4 separate regions of the Mus musculus genome follow, and all the other regions are linked to region 1. Evidence: chromatin contacts called from public HiCAR-type and promoter capture Hi-C data. All regions are on one chromosome and are shown on one strand. The core of a region is the stretch at or near the end of the contact, and the rest is flanking DNA. Distances in the headings are between cores, read along the strand shown. Region 1 holds the start of Sfrp4 (secreted frizzled-related protein 4). Region 2 holds the start of Sugct (succinyl-CoA glutarate-CoA transferase). Region 3 holds the start of Yae1d1 (Yae1 domain containing 1). Region 4 overlaps Aoah (acyloxyacyl hydrolase).

Region 1 (3,567 bases), core at 615-3,114:
CCACTTCACATCTGAAACACAAACAGGGCCTCAGGGATGTAGTCAATGCCTGGGTCTCCTCATTCACGTGGAATAGGAACCATTGGAGGCTACGAGCCAATACAAACATCCAACACAGTATTGCCGTAGTAAAAATAATGTGATTGTTACCTACCTTTCTCACTACAACTCAGGCCTAAGGAAAAGAGTCTTTGAGTCAAGAATTTGCTGACTCAAGCAGAATCTGATGCAAATGAACATCCATGACACTAACCTGGAGCAGTCTCCTCGCCCCTTCCCTGAGCACCCTGACACTGCTGTTCCAAGTCTTCTGTTAGAACCACCAGCCTGTTTCCACGCTGCTACCTCCCACTGCAGTGCAGGAACAGCCCACAGCTGCATTGTCAACAGTACTAAGCATAACTTCCAGGCTTAACAAAGTTGAAGCAGTTGTCTAATGTGAACTTTTTTTCTAGTATTCCAAATAAGAGAACCGTTTAAAGCAAGGTTGATAAATCACGCCCACCCCCTTTAACTCATATCCTAGGCGCAGCCTCTTTAAATAGAGGATGATCTGACTTAGGGGAAGCCTCAATAAAATAATGCAATAATGTTCTCAGGTTTCATTTCAAGAAATGAATTCGTAGTGTCCCTTCCAACAGTAACAGTAAAACAGCATAAAAGAAAATAACGGAGGAAGTGACACAGGATCAGATTAACCAACATGCCACAGGGCTCTGCTCAGTGACCACAACATAGGCACAGAGTGGAGTTTAACCAGGGCGACTACATTTACAAACTTTACGCCGCCGGGTGGGAAGCCGGAGCTATTATTGCTCTTCGAGAAAGAACTCCCGGTCAGCATGGAATGAGAACATATTAGCCACCACGTGCTGGGACTGTCTCAAGCACCAGCTTTCTTTGCTTAAGCTATTGTTTCCTTTATTTACCTTATATTAGACACTTAAATGGGTTATTCTCCAACAACCTTATTCTCCATGTCCTTCAGGGAGCTGTTTCTCTCCCCTGAGAAATCCCTGAGAGATAAACTTCTGGGCCCTTCACCTCCCCCAAGGCTGGGACAGGAGCTGGTGGGCTCTAAGCAGACACCATCTGCTTCTCATGCGAGTGTGTTTGTTCCCTAGAATCTCTTGGCCTCCTTGATACCTCCTCTTCTCTTACCTTCTGGAAGGTCAGTGACTATTGCCTCTGGAGAGATACAAACTCCACGGTCATAGACCGGCAGCTCATCGCAGGCCAGGCTCTCTGGCCAGCTGTGGTTATACATCTTCATGAGGGGCTCGCAGTCGTCACGTGCGCGCTGGCACACAGACTTGCAGGGCTTGATGGGATCGTGCAGGAACTCCAGGGTACAGATGGGTGCGTACATGGCACAAAGGAAGAAGCGCAGCACAGAGCTGCAGTTCACGTCCACTAGCTCTTCATACTGTTCGATGGCCAGGATGGCGTTCTCCTGAGTGCTGTGGTGCAGGTGGTTGGGCATCCGGGTGATGTTCCAGGGCATGTGCCTGCACATGGGGATGCGCACAGCTTCGCAGGGCGCTCCGCGAACTCCCAGCGCCAGGCGCAGCCACAGGCATAACGCCACCAGGATGGAGCGGAGCATGGCACTGTCCTCCTGGGCTGCAGTCTCTGCTGGGAGGACCCTTTTCTTCCAGCCCCGTTGACCTCCTTATCTCTTTACCTAGGGGCAGTGGAGTGAGCTTTCCTGCTGGAGCTCCAGTCTGCACTGATGAGGAGTTCTGGGGGGTTGGCCGTCGATCACCCCTGGGCGCACCGGCACTGGCAGCGCCAGCACTCAGCCTCCAGAGCAACGACCCCCGCGGGAAGCTCCAGTCTCGAGTCCCGCAGCTCGGAGCGCAGCGGGCCACGGCCATTGTGGAACCCTATTTATCCAGACGCGTCCCCTGACGTGGGCTCAGCAGCCTTGGCAGCGGCGAGAGCAAAGCCGGCTCCCACTCCGCTGCTCCACCCCCAGCCTCTCCTGCAGAAGCGATGACATCATCTCGGCCGCTCCACAGCCAAGGGCCATAGTTCTGCATTTCCCCCCAAAGTCCATCCTTTTTTTCGTCAGCTAGTCTTTTTTCTTCAGATCAAGAAAAGGAGCATCTTGCTTTCAGCCATTTGGGACTCTGGATAAAAGCCTGTGCAGGGGAGACTTTGCTAAGTCGGCCTTAAAGTTTCCCTAAGTTCAGAGTTGGAGCAACTGGAGCAACGTGACCCTGTTGTTGCCCTTTCATTTCGAAACACTTGTTTTTCCTTTCCCATAGGGGGCGAGAGAGGTGCCTCAGCTATGAGGGCAGTGTGGATCAGGGAAAGCCTAGCACAGTAGGTGTTGGAACTAGCACTGGCAGTTTATATAAGCCTTCCCTAGACCACCCTGAGTTGTGCGGAGTTTGCTATTGTTGCTACTGATGTTGTTTTGTGGCCACTAGACTTAGTTCTGGCTCAGATTTTTACCAGGCATTTGGTTTGTGACTGCTCCAGGAACTTGGAACTGCCCAGGGGTGCAAGAGCATCTCTGTGTTGGAGGAGTTTCTCTATTCGCTACTTTCTCTAAAATACTAATTTCTGAGCCCAACATGACTGGAAAACAGAAGAAAACAAAGATAACTTGAGATGCTGCATGCTGAAAGATTTTCCCAATCCACCAGCGTGATCTTTGCTAAATTGCCCGTTATTTTACTTGACTAAGAACTCACTAGCTTTGGAAAGCGAGCGTGCATGTTTACTTTCCTCTTCTTTGCTTTAGAAAGAGACATGAAAATCAATGCTGGTTCACAGAAAAGAGCTGTTACTGTTGCAAGTTTACACCAAATGCCTGCCAATCAGAAAGCAAGACTTCCGATGTAAACTTGCTCTCATCGTTGACAATAAGAAAACATGTTCTCTGAGTGTTAATCTTTAAAGGTATGGTTGAGCTTGAAACCTGGGTTAAAGGAAGTTCTTTTGCCTCTCCCTCCAACGCTGAGGCCCACAAGTTAGCTTAGGTGTGAATCTGACTGAGGATTAAAACAGCTGTGCAAAACAAAAACAGCAAAAAACAAACAAACAAAAAAACCACAACTGCATTTGTCATCCTTATTGTGTAAGGTATAGAGACAAACACTATGAAGACATTAATGATCCTATGAGATCAGATACTATTTAGATCTGTGTAAAGTACCTATTCATCCCGAGCAATCCATAAAGGCATTCTGCTTTCCTACTGAATAGGTCTCAAGTCCCAAAGATGCCAAATGCCATAGGAAAATATCAAGCAGAAGGGGGTGGCCAAAAGGCACCTCATGCCTTTTCTGGTAGTGAAATCCCAAACCTAGTCTACCGCCCCCCTCCCCGCACCACACACACTGAGCAAAAAAGATCATTAGATTAACTTTCTAATGAGAAGAGAGGGGGTATAGAAAGACAGAAGGACAGAGACAGAGACAGACAGAGGGATAAAAACTTCCCACCTCTTTCTCCAACCCAGTATAGATGAGACCCTAGGTTCCTCCCAACACTAAATGAAAACAAGAAAAGAACTAAAAGAAGGAAACTATTAAGACAGGAATTTGGGACAGAGGG
Region 2 (3,567 bases), core at 367-2,866, 1.9 Mb after region 1:
TGTCTTGTATTCACTCATGGAGAAGAGGGGAAGTTTCCTCAATTTCAAATTTTCTATTTTTCCTTCAAGAGAACTTTGAGTAGGTATAAATATGGCTCGAAATAAAATAATTGTTTCTTTTAAAAAAAGCAAGGATGCAAAAACAAGGGAGGGACATCTGTAGGAAAATGGCAGTAGACTACAGTCTAGAGGTGCCATACTACACAATAGGGAATCATTTACTGTCCTCCCCCTAGGAATCCAGGACAATTCACTGAAATAAATGACAAAAAACCCAAAACCAAATAAAAACCTCTGGGGGTGGGTGGGAGAAGAAATGGAGGATTAAAGAAGTTTGTATACGAATGTGGTATGCTGGCTGAGAGCAGTTTCTGTGGACAGAGAACTAGAGCTCCGCCACTTATGGTAGTCTTAGATAATTTCTTTACGCCTCAGGTTACTCATCTGCAAAACTGGGCCAACGTAGTATCGGAGGATTAAACAATCCACGGAAAGGGAATGTTTCGTATCACGTCTGCCATCACAGGAAGAGTTCGGCAAACGCTAGCTATTGTCTTTACCTGGGGGTAGGTCTGCTGCTGCCCTGGGGAGTAGCCGAACTGATGCTGGGACCCCGCGGGGGACCTGGAGTAGGAGCCTGGGTAGCCGCCCGGGGACGGAGACCCGAAGCGGGCCCCCGAGAAGTTGCCGCCGTGCCGCGGAGACTGGCTGCTCCCGTACGGCCTAGCCCGGGGCCCGCAGGGCGGAGTGTGGTGCGGACTCCCGTACCCGTCCCGCGGGGAGGGCGGCCGCGGCCCCCCGCCCAGGGCACCCCGGAAGTTATTTCCGCCACCCCAACCTCCTATCCCCGGGCTGGGGTACGGAGGAGTTGGGGGTCGAAAATTCGGTCGGTGCATATCAGGAAACGAAGCCGCAGAGCTCACACGCCGAACGCCTCACCGGAACCTCTGCGATCAACCGCCAGAAGGAAACTGGTATTCCTCTATTTATACACCCTTCCGGCTCCCAGCGGACTACCGCACCTTAGTTCCGGCTGCACAAAGGTTCCGATCTCACCAAGTTTCTGCAAGAGGGCAGGTAAACAGGTCACTCAATGGAAGAATGGTGGGCGTGTCTGAGAGGAGGAAAGACTGTAAAGGGGAAACTAAATCTCCGGCCGCAGCACGAGCACAGTCGTCAACGGTCTTCCCGGAGACCCCCAGTACACGAAGACGGAAGCGGAAGAGAGGAAACCGATCATCAGGCCTTATTGGCTGTGAGGGTGGGAGAGGGGCGTGCGGGTTCCGAAGAGGGCGGATCAGAGGGGTAGGGCCATCCGTCTTGGAGGCTTCCGGGAAGCAAGGAGTGAAGCGTCAGCCGGATTCGGGGGCGGGGCCATGAGCCAAGAGGCGGGGCCGAAGGGTGTGAGGCGAGAGACTCGGTTGAACAGGATCGTCCAAGGGGGCGGGGCCGAGTGAGACTGAGGTGGAGGCCTGGGCGGAAGCGGAGGGCGTGGTGGGCGGGGAAGAGTGCGAGGGCGACCAGGGGGAGGGTCTTTGCGGAGGGGGCGGGGCTGGCGGCGGGGCCGGGCTGGCTGGGGGGGCGGGGCTGAGGGGGCCTAAGGTCAAGGAGGGAGGTCGCGGGGCGCTCTCGCTGGGGTTGAGGGGCGATGCTGTGGATGCTGGCCAGGGCGGTGGCTTTTCGGAGACCCGGCCGAGGCCTGGCCGGCGGGAGGGGGCTGTGGACCGGCCGCCCGCAGTCAGGTACCTACTGACACTGAGCGCTCGGGCTCCCTGAGGGGAGCGCTCGCGCCTCGGGGGCTCCTGTCGCAGGGCTCATGGCCATGGTCGTGCCCTGCTTCTCTTTTCCACCCCTGGCTTCTAATCCCCCAAGGTTTGGTAACTTAGGAAACAGCACCTCCCGCCAAAAGCTGAGTTTTAGAAAGCAGACTGCTGCCTTGAAAACTTAAGCGAGCCTGTAGTAATTAATGCTGGACTTGAACCCTGCGTTTACGTTCTTGTAAAATGGAAGTTGACGAGGTTAGGAAGTAGAAACAGAAATTTAAAGGGGAAAAAAAAACCCACGAAAACATACCCCAAACTTAAAAATCTTGTAATTATAAAGAAACGGGATAATTAAAAAATGCTATCTTCTGCATAAGATACCTGTCTTAGACATTCCTGTAGAAGAGTTTTGTGGTCTTTCCCTAACTCCTTCAGATACTAAAATCAACTTGGGATTTTAGGACTCATCACATTAGACCGTGGATATGTGAGGGGGTTATTGGTTTAGATTTTTGTGTGTGTGAGTGTATTGTTTGCGTGTATGCACATGCACCATTTAACGTACCTGATGCCTTTGGAGATCAAAAAAGAATCAGATTTCCTGGAACTGGAGAAAATTGTGGTTGTGAGCTACCTTGTGAGTGCTGGGAACTGAGCCAAATCCTCTTGAAAGAGCAGTAAGTGCTCTTAACCACTGAGTCATCTCTTCAGCGCCTGGCCTAAGGTTTTCATTCATCCATAGCATCTTTCTGAAGCATTTTGGCCTTCAGTCTCTGACATCTTCGGTGACATAACTATAGAGTATATCCTCAGCTTTATTCTTTATTAATGGAGACATAAACACAAGGGCTTATGGGGGGGGGTGAGGTTGTTTAATTTTTTCATGCCCCTGCTATATTCTTGGATAATTCAGTTCGACTTTTTTTGTTTTGCTTCATTTTGTTGTTTTGTTCTTTGTTTGTTTTTTTGAGACAAGGTTTCAATACATAACCCAGGCTCGACCACATTTCTTATTTCTGAAGACAAATTGTATAATCATGGAGGGATAATGTCATCATCAGGATGTAATGATATTTTAGCGCCTGCACACTACAGCTTATCTAACATTTATATTGTTCTTTACTGGCCATAATTTCTGTTTTATCTTTTCTTTGTCTAGCTTAGAATCTAGCATTTGAGCAGTCATACTTATGAATGTATATTTATTCACACATACATGTCAGTGAGTCAATAATCTGCCTTATGAAGGAAGCTGAGAAGTGGGGTGGTAGGCACCAAAAGTATGTTTATTATTATTTTTATAACTGGCAGAAAATAATGCAGAATTGGGTCTCAGCTTGCCCTATATGAATTACCTTCTCACTTGAATTCTGCTTCTAGAATGGAACTGAATCCAGGGCCTGTGCATGCAGAATGGGCTCTTTACTGTTGGGCATCAGTGCACTCCTAGTCCCCGGAATCTATCCACACAATACACTAAAAACCTGGGAGAAGAAGAAATACAGGGGGAATGTTGCCAGGTAGATTAAGCCAGTGTTCTTCCCAGCGCATTTGAAAGTGTAGACAATGATTGTCCCAAACTGAATCTTTAATAATTATGTGAAACTCAAGACCAATGTTAATCCCTTTAGAGACTTTTTTCTTTCAAATGAAAAATTTGGCAAGAATAATTAAATAATTTTTTTTTAGACTCACCTAGAAGATCAGAATTTAGGCTTCTAAATTTTATGTATTCTTTCCTTAGAAATACAATCATTTGAAAAATGAAATTAAAAAAGCATAAAAATCTTGAACGCAGGCAGGC
Region 3 (3,567 bases), core at 576-3,075, 1.6 Mb after region 1:
GTGCATGACAAAGGACAACTTCAGCATCATTTCTTAGGTACTATGCACCTTTGGTGAGGGGGGCTGGATTAGCTGAGCCTGAGTTTACTATTCTGGCTGACCAGAAAGTCCCAGGAATCCACTTGTGTCCACCTTCCAAGATCTGGAATTACAAACTCACATTATTACATCTGGCTTTTTTTAGTGTGCGGTATGGGGTTCTAATTCTTCTCTTCTTCCTTGCAATGTAATTATTTTACTGACTAAGCTATAGCTCAGATAGTTCAACTTTTAAAGGGTATATATTCATTGAAAGGTGTGGAGATGTCTCTCAGTTGGTGCAATGAATGCTGGAATCCTGTATCCAATCCCCAACACCACACAAACTGGGCATGCTGATGTACATCTGTAATCCTAGCACTCAGGAGTTAGACACAGAATAATCAGAAGTTCAAAATTATTCACACCCTCCTACATTTTTTTCGCTCTTTTTAATAAGAGGCAGGACAAGATTATCTGTTTTCTAATATTTATTTTTACTTATATGTGTATGTATTTGTATGCATGTATGCCATGTGTGCACAAGCACTTTTGGAGGCCAGAAGAGGGCTTGAGACTCCCTGGAGCTGGTGTCACAGGTGGTTGTGAGCCATCACCCAATTGTATGTAGATGCCCAGAACCAAGTTAACATCCCCCAGAAGAGCAGCAAGTGTTTGTAATTGCTGAGCCATCTCTTCAGACCCTGTCCTTTAGGGTTTATCATGCAAGGGTTGAGTTGGATTTTTTTTATTGCATTTGTTTTCATATGGTGTGTGTGTGTGTGTGTGTGTGTGTGTGTAGGTCAGAGGACAATTTGTAGGAGTTTAATCTCTCCTTCCATCACGTGGGTCCTGGTGATTGACACCGTTCCTGGGACTTTACCCACTGAGCCAACTCACAGAAGTTTTCTATCTTACTCATTTCAATCACTATTTCTATGGCTTCCTATACTGCCATTTTGCTTCTAATTAAGATCTCTATATACATACACCTTATCACATTTTATATTTGGTTTTATACATACATTTATAGGATACAAAATTCTCTCTGAAGATAAAAAGTAATAACTTTGTGTAGGGGATAACTTATTGACAGAGCATATATTCCTTATTGGCAAAACTTTTGCCTTCAGGACAAAAATGTAAAATAAACTAAAACAGTAACCTGTTTCCTCTTCCCTCACAATGATTACTTTTTTCATATCACTTACAGTCTTCAAACTATGAGTTACTTATAAGTATTGTTGGCTAACTGGCCGTTTCTACACTAATAGGAAGTCCATTGGGACTGAGAACTTTTATTCCTATAGTGCGCTGTCCCAAAATGATGAGTGATGCGAAATAGGTATTCAAAACAAATTGTCAGAAAAATTCAGTTATCACATGACAAAACAAGAACGCTACTGATGTGCAGTTCTTCAACATGAACTCCCAGCCAGAAGTTGCTAAATGCTTGAGCCACATTCCTTAACTCTCCTAGTCAAAGGCTAAGAGGGAAATTGCCAATGGACGCTGGTTTTACAAAAGTGTTCCCATTACTTAATCTCAAACCGATCCTAGAATCAGCTTTCACATTCTAAAGTTCTTGGCTGCACGTGGGCGTCCAATGCCTTCAGCACTTGCAGAAACTGAATCTCAGCCCTTGAATGGTGGGACTTAGCTTGCAGCACCCAGCTAGCCCCACGCTGCCCATCCCAGAGGCGTAGGAAGAGACCCAACCCTTAGCCTCCAAGCCGCAAGGGGAGCCGCACACGCCCCTCCGTCCCACGCCTTGTCCTTTCGTCCCGCCCCCCGAACCGGAAGCACTTGCCCGGGTTTCCGGCGGCTCCGGGACTCGTGGTGTTCCGGGCGATGTCTTGGTTTCGAGCGGCTCCGGAGAACGCGAGCCCTGGAGACCAGGACGTGTTTGACGAGGAAGCGGACGAGTCTCTGTTAGCGCAGCGGGAATGGCAGGGTCACATGCGGAAACGAGTCCAAGTAAATGGACGGGACGCGGGAGAAAGGGACTCCCAGGCGGGACCCGGGGGCTCCCTGGCAGGGGCACGCACGCAGAAGCCTGGGCGGAGGAGCGCGGGTCTCCGAGCCAGCGCGCTCCAGTGTTGCCGGGTCTTAAGAATCCTGGTTGTTTCTTGGTGCTCTTTCGGAGCCCCACCGGGTTTGGAGCAGGGACATTGACCCTACTCTACAACGTGAACTTTATTCAGTCCCTCAAGAGTGTGCAGTTTGGGGTCGGGGGAGCAGAGGAGGAGAAATGCACACCCACTAGGCTGATGGCCCGCAGAGAACGCAGTCACAGAGAGTCCAAAGTTAGGCGTGATGTTATCAAGGCTTGGAGAAGGGTGAACTGAGAATGTTGTCAAGGGAAGGTAAGGGGGAGGTAGAGAAGGGAATACTGTTCCAGCTTTACTTTAAATGCGTTATTCAATCCGGACCTGTCTTGCCATTCATTGAAACTTGCTTAGTACTATTTGGGTAGAATCGGCGCTTTTTCTGGGTGAGAACTACTTGCTAAGATCTGTCTCCACATGGGGGTGGATTCCAGAGTATAAAGACCTGCGTTCGATCCCTGGAACGTACTTTGTGGAAGGACAGAATGGGTTTCTGGAAGTTATTTTCTGACCTTCACGCTCAAGGAAGTAAATAAATGCCTCCCTCAAGAAAAATAAGTAAATATATGTTACTTAACTGTTTAAAAGATAAGAACTGCATCCACCCAATATACTAGCCATTAAATTACCCTCTTAAAGCTGCAGTTATGTCAACCCTAATTTAATGTTCCAGTAAGTTCATATTTGTTGAGCCCAGCAACCATCATATCATTACAAAAATACCATAGGAATCCAGGGCTAAACTAATAATAATAATAAGACAAATCTCTATGCCACAGTTTAGATTAGATTTCTAAAATCAGACTTCCTCTTCACTGTTCCTAAAATAGTTCCCTCTTCCCAGGCCTTGCCAGCCTCCTTATCTATCCTATTCTAGTCCGTTACCAAGAGACCAGACATGTAGTTTCCCATTTCTGTGAAGACCTTGCTAACACAGTTTTTAAAAAAAACATAACAACTGATATTTAATGTTTGCACAGTAACCCTAGATTTCCAAAGTGACTTCCCCGTGTGGCATCGAGGCATCTGCCTGTCATCGATTAGGAGAGTGAGGAAGGTAGGATAAGGAGCTCCAGGCCAGCCTGGAAAACATTTTAAAAAAATAAGACAGATCTGACAAGGAAAGATGAACCAATAATAAGATTTTAGGAGAAACATTCTGCTTTGGATTTATGTCTCTGCCATATCATAATTCAGTTAATATAGTACAAACCTAAATTTGTCTTCAAAATTGGTTCAGTGCTTTTCCTGAGAAGACTCACTTGGTGTCAGTTACAACTGGGTTTTTTCTTCTTTTTAGGAGGGTTACAGAGATGGGCTAGATGCCGGCAAAGCACTTACTCTTCAACGGGGCTTCAATCAAGGGTACAAAGAGGGTGCAGACGTCATTATAAACTATGGACTCCTTAGAGGAACACTGAGGTAATTTTAAAATTTTAAA
Region 4 (3,567 bases), core at 270-2,769, 1.4 Mb before region 1:
AACCTTAATTAAGACATAGGGTCAACGGTTCTTTTGTGCCCCTTGATTCCTCAGCGCTCAGGAATCTGGTCAGGGCTCAGGTCTCAGCCATTAGTGCCCTCTTGGGCTGAGCCAGTCTGGAGCTGGAGTTGCTGTGCTATTCTTAGGATGCTAAACATTTCTCAGAGGCTTAGATGTTAAAGGCTTGGTGCCTGGGGTTTTGGGGAGTGGGTTAAGCTTCAAAGAGGTGAAGCATGGTGAGAAGGCTTTAGGTGGCTGGGTGCCTGCTGCTGCAGAATATTCTAACAGCCTGGCCTCTTCTTCTGCTCTTGCTTCCTAGCTCTGTCACGAGAGGTTTTGCTCTACCACAGTCTTCTGACAAGATACACGGCCCCGTCTTGGGATCTCAACAATGAGTCCATTTGAACATGTGCAGAACTAAACAACTATGAGTCAAAACAAATCTGCTCTTAATATAAGTTAATTATCACAGCTATTTTGTGAGAGTGACAGAGAGCAGAGTATTACATGGTTCAATTACACAGCAAGGTAACTCTGTAAGAGACTCTAGGCAGGGTTCTTGGCAGTGCCAGGAAGAAGGACCCTTGAGCTCCTCTTTACTCTGACAGCCTTCCTATTCAGTTCCACTGGATTCCTCACATTTTTCCCTTAAATGCAGGTTTTTCCCTTTAATAAAGACTAATTCACTTTATATGAGGAGTGTTTTGCTTGCATGTATTTATATGTACCACATGAGAGGTCTGAAGAGGGAGTTGGATTTCTGTAGCTATGGGTGGTTGTGAACAGCAGGTACTCCTAACCACTGAGCCATCTCTCTAGCCTGGTCCTTACAACTTTTATCATAAGTCTGGTCCCTTTGGCCATCTGGAAGATAAGACCTTAAAATAAAATTCTGTGCTAGCTTTCCCTTCCCCTCACCCAGCAGCAAAGCAATAAAAGACAACCAACTTCATGTGTATTTTGGGAACAGCAATGAGATGCAGTGAAAATTTTAGAAATTATTTTATTTGTAGGTGTTTCACTTGCATGCATGACTATGTACTACATGTATCCTGGTACCTGTGACAGCCCAGAGCAGGGTGTCAGATCCACTGGAACCAAATTTACAGATAGTTGTGAGTCTTGATGCAGGTGCCACATTCAATTAAAGTAAGAGCAGTCAGTGCTTTTAGCCACTAAGCCACCTCTCTAGCCTCAACTATAGATGCTTTGGAATGAAGAGAAGTGGATAGACTTCTTGTTAAAGCAATAAGCAGTTTTAGTGCAGGACTCTCTGAGCTTTATTGAGACGGAATGATTAAGATTTCAAATAAAACCAGTAACAAAATTACATTGTAACAAGTACTGGTGCTTAAAAGTAATATGAGATGCCAAAACACTGAAATGAGTTGTGTGATTGACAAGATTGCATAAGAGGACACATTGGAAAGTAAGCATGCTCGGCTTCCAGACTCACACCCAAGCCTTGCACTCTCAAACTCATCTCCCACGTTCTTATCGTCTCCTTTAAAGAGTAGTCCCTGGTAGTACGTCAGTGCCTCTGGTGGATCTGCCTCCAGGGCACATGCTCAGGTTGTGCTCAACCGAGAATGGTGCTGTGAGGGAAATGAATGGTGTAACATTTTTAAAGTTATTGCTCCCTCCCCCACCAAAGCTTACATAAGTCTTGGCAAACAACCCATGAATGGAGCTGAAGCTGCTAGGATGACTGAAAATTCCCAGTGTACCTTCCAAGGCCCCAGGAGAGACCTTCAAAATGTGTCCACATGCATTTTGAAGCTTGTGGAAGCATGGTGTTTCCAACATAATGTTTTCAGGTTATGAGTTACAGTCCATTGTCATGGGAAGCCATGGCAAAGGCAGCAGTGCTTATTGGCTTGCTTCTCTTGGCTTGCTTAGTCTGTTTTTTTATGCAACACAGGACCACCAGGGGTAGTGACACCAGGTCTGGGCTAGGCTTGTCTGTTATAATTGGTAGTCAACCACATCAATCACTAATCAAGAAATGCCCTATAGAACTGTCCACAGGTGAATCTTATGGAGACAATACCTCAGCTGAGGTTCTCTCTTCCCAGATAACTCCAGTTAGTGGCAAGTGGACAAAGGTTAACCAGCACATGGGCCATGGATGAGGAACAAGATATGAGATGAATGGAACTGGAGGCTAGTTGGTGATGTTGGCTTCCAGGCCTCAGGTGTGCCTGGTGAGTAGATTTGGTTCCTAATGGTACCTAGTATTTCATTGCCAGAAATACATTTAATGATAAAGCATGAATTGTGAACTCTTGATGACACAATTATGCCCACACCAACCTTAGAACTTTGACTTTATTGAGGCAAATATTGGAGTGCAGACAGTTTATTTTGGAAGCAGGACAAGAGAATCAGGGCTGTAAGGGGTGGGGGTGGGCCAGCATTGCTATAAGAATGTGTTCAGGTCATTGTTGTAGGTTAAGGGGGCTGATGTAAGAAGTCCACCAAATGCCAGTAACTGAGGAGACTTGTGCATGATTTCAATAGTTCCTACTTGCCACTGTGGGGCCAACTGTCTCATACCTGTGGGCTACACCAAGCACAGGGGTACCTCTGGGCGTACAAAGATTGAACCCTAAATCTGTGGCATCTCAGAAAAGGCTGAGGAAAGTGAGACACAGAAAAGAAAGTGATTGCTAGACTTCCCTTTACAAGGAACTTGAATGTCCTCAGACCCTGGTATCCTTGCAAGTCCTGGAGTCAATTGCCCACAGAGATGGAGAGAAGACTCTAGTACAGATTGAAGTTCATATATGCACAGGAACTCTGATCAGGATCCTTGTAGAAAATGGTATATAGTATTTGTATATAACCTACACATGCCTATGTACTTTCAATCATCTCTAGATTATTTATTGTGACGTAAGTTTTTCATTACTATAACAAATACCCAAGATAATCAGCTTAAAGGGGATTTTCGGGATAGCATCTGAAATATAAATGAAGAAAATACCTAATAAAAAATTGGAAAAAGTGTTTCAGAGTTGAACAGAGAAGACTTGCTGTGGGAAGCAAAGGACATTGCTGTTAATGGACATTGCCATTAAGGTCTGTCCCCAACTGAGAGGAAAGTGGTCTGCAGAGAGGCTGCTGAAGAAGGTCTTCTGGGCCTGTTGCACAGCAGCCCCTGGAATGAGCAGGTGGGAGGGTTTATCCACCTTTCTCTCCCCCAGTGATGCGCCTTCCGCGGAGACTCAGTGTCCTCCTTGGTCTCCAAACACCTCTTCAATCTGAGAGTTGAATGGATTCTCCTTTCCCAGGACATGAGGCCATTGAAGCTGTATCTTTTCCCAGACACGATTTGCTTGCAGAAGTGAAGCCACCTGCAAGAGAGCCAGAGGGAAAAGGCACTTCATGGCAAGGGACCGATCAGTAGGCCTGGGATGCCGCTCAGTTGGCAGAGGGCTTACCTAGCAGAGAGAAGCCCAAGCTTTACTCCAAGTGCCACATGACAGATCACTGAGGCACACGCCGAATCCCACCTCTCTAGACGTAGAAGCAGGAGGATCCGAAGCTCAAGTTCTCCCTTGGGCT

The links. Promoter capture Hi-C pulls out the DNA fragments that hold promoters and counts their contacts. HiCAR-type assays count read pairs that join an accessible place to other places.
Region 2: a contact with region 1 is called in a HiCAR-type map of astrocytes, with 5 times the contacts expected there. The contact joins the promoter of Sugct here to the promoter of Sfrp4 in region 1. A contact is called at or near these places in 1 of 39 promoter capture datasets (hippocampal neurons) and 2 of 115 datasets of contacts at active chromatin or transcription factors (astrocytes and embryonic stem cells).
Region 3: a promoter capture Hi-C map of hippocampal neurons shows a contact between it and region 1, with 5 times the contacts expected there. The contact joins the promoter of Yae1d1 here to the promoter of Sfrp4 in region 1. A contact is called at or near these places in 3 of 39 promoter capture datasets (the 3T3-L1 cell line, embryonic stem cells and hippocampal neurons) and 1 of 115 datasets of contacts at active chromatin or transcription factors (astrocytes).
Region 4: a promoter capture Hi-C map of liver shows a contact between it and region 1, with 2.7 times the contacts expected there. The contact joins the enhancer-like site here to the promoter of Sfrp4 in region 1. A contact is called at or near these places in 4 of 39 promoter capture datasets (hippocampal neurons, liver and pre-B cells) and 2 of 9 other capture datasets (adipose tissue and liver).

Annotation. Positions count from the first base shown.
Region 1 is chr13:19,621,472-19,625,038 of GRCm38.p6, reverse strand. Sfrp4 (secreted frizzled-related protein 4) reads right to left here and starts at 1,864. Exons shown (of 6, transcript NM_016687.3): 1 at 1,162-1,864; 2 at 1-11. The coding sequence starts at 1,606.
Region 2 is chr13:17,692,814-17,696,380 of GRCm38.p6, reverse strand. It overlaps Sugct (succinyl-CoA glutarate-CoA transferase), which reads left to right and starts at 1,616. Exons shown (of 14, transcript NM_138654.3): 1 at 1,616-1,742. The coding sequence starts at 1,649. Mplkip (M-phase specific PLK1 intereacting protein) reads right to left here and starts at 968. Exons shown (of 2, transcript NM_025479.6): 1 at 561-968. The coding sequence starts at 896.
Region 3 is chr13:17,991,609-17,995,175 of GRCm38.p6, reverse strand. It overlaps Yae1d1 (Yae1 domain containing 1), which reads left to right and starts at 1,825. Exons shown (of 3, transcript NM_025904.3): 1 at 1,825-1,995; 2 at 3,427-3,548. The coding sequence starts at 1,870.
Region 4 is chr13:21,022,998-21,026,564 of GRCm38.p6, reverse strand. Aoah (acyloxyacyl hydrolase) reads right to left here. Exons shown (of 21, transcript NM_012054.4): 21 at 2,311-3,356. The coding sequence ends at 3,228. Among named protein-coding and RNA genes, the nearest start is that of Gm32242, 14 kb to the right of the region's middle. Within about 2 kb of position 1,519, at least 4 of the 459 cell types and tissues checked have an H3K27ac peak or open chromatin away from gene starts, as enhancers often do. A contact at or near this core is called in liver, where this site is marked.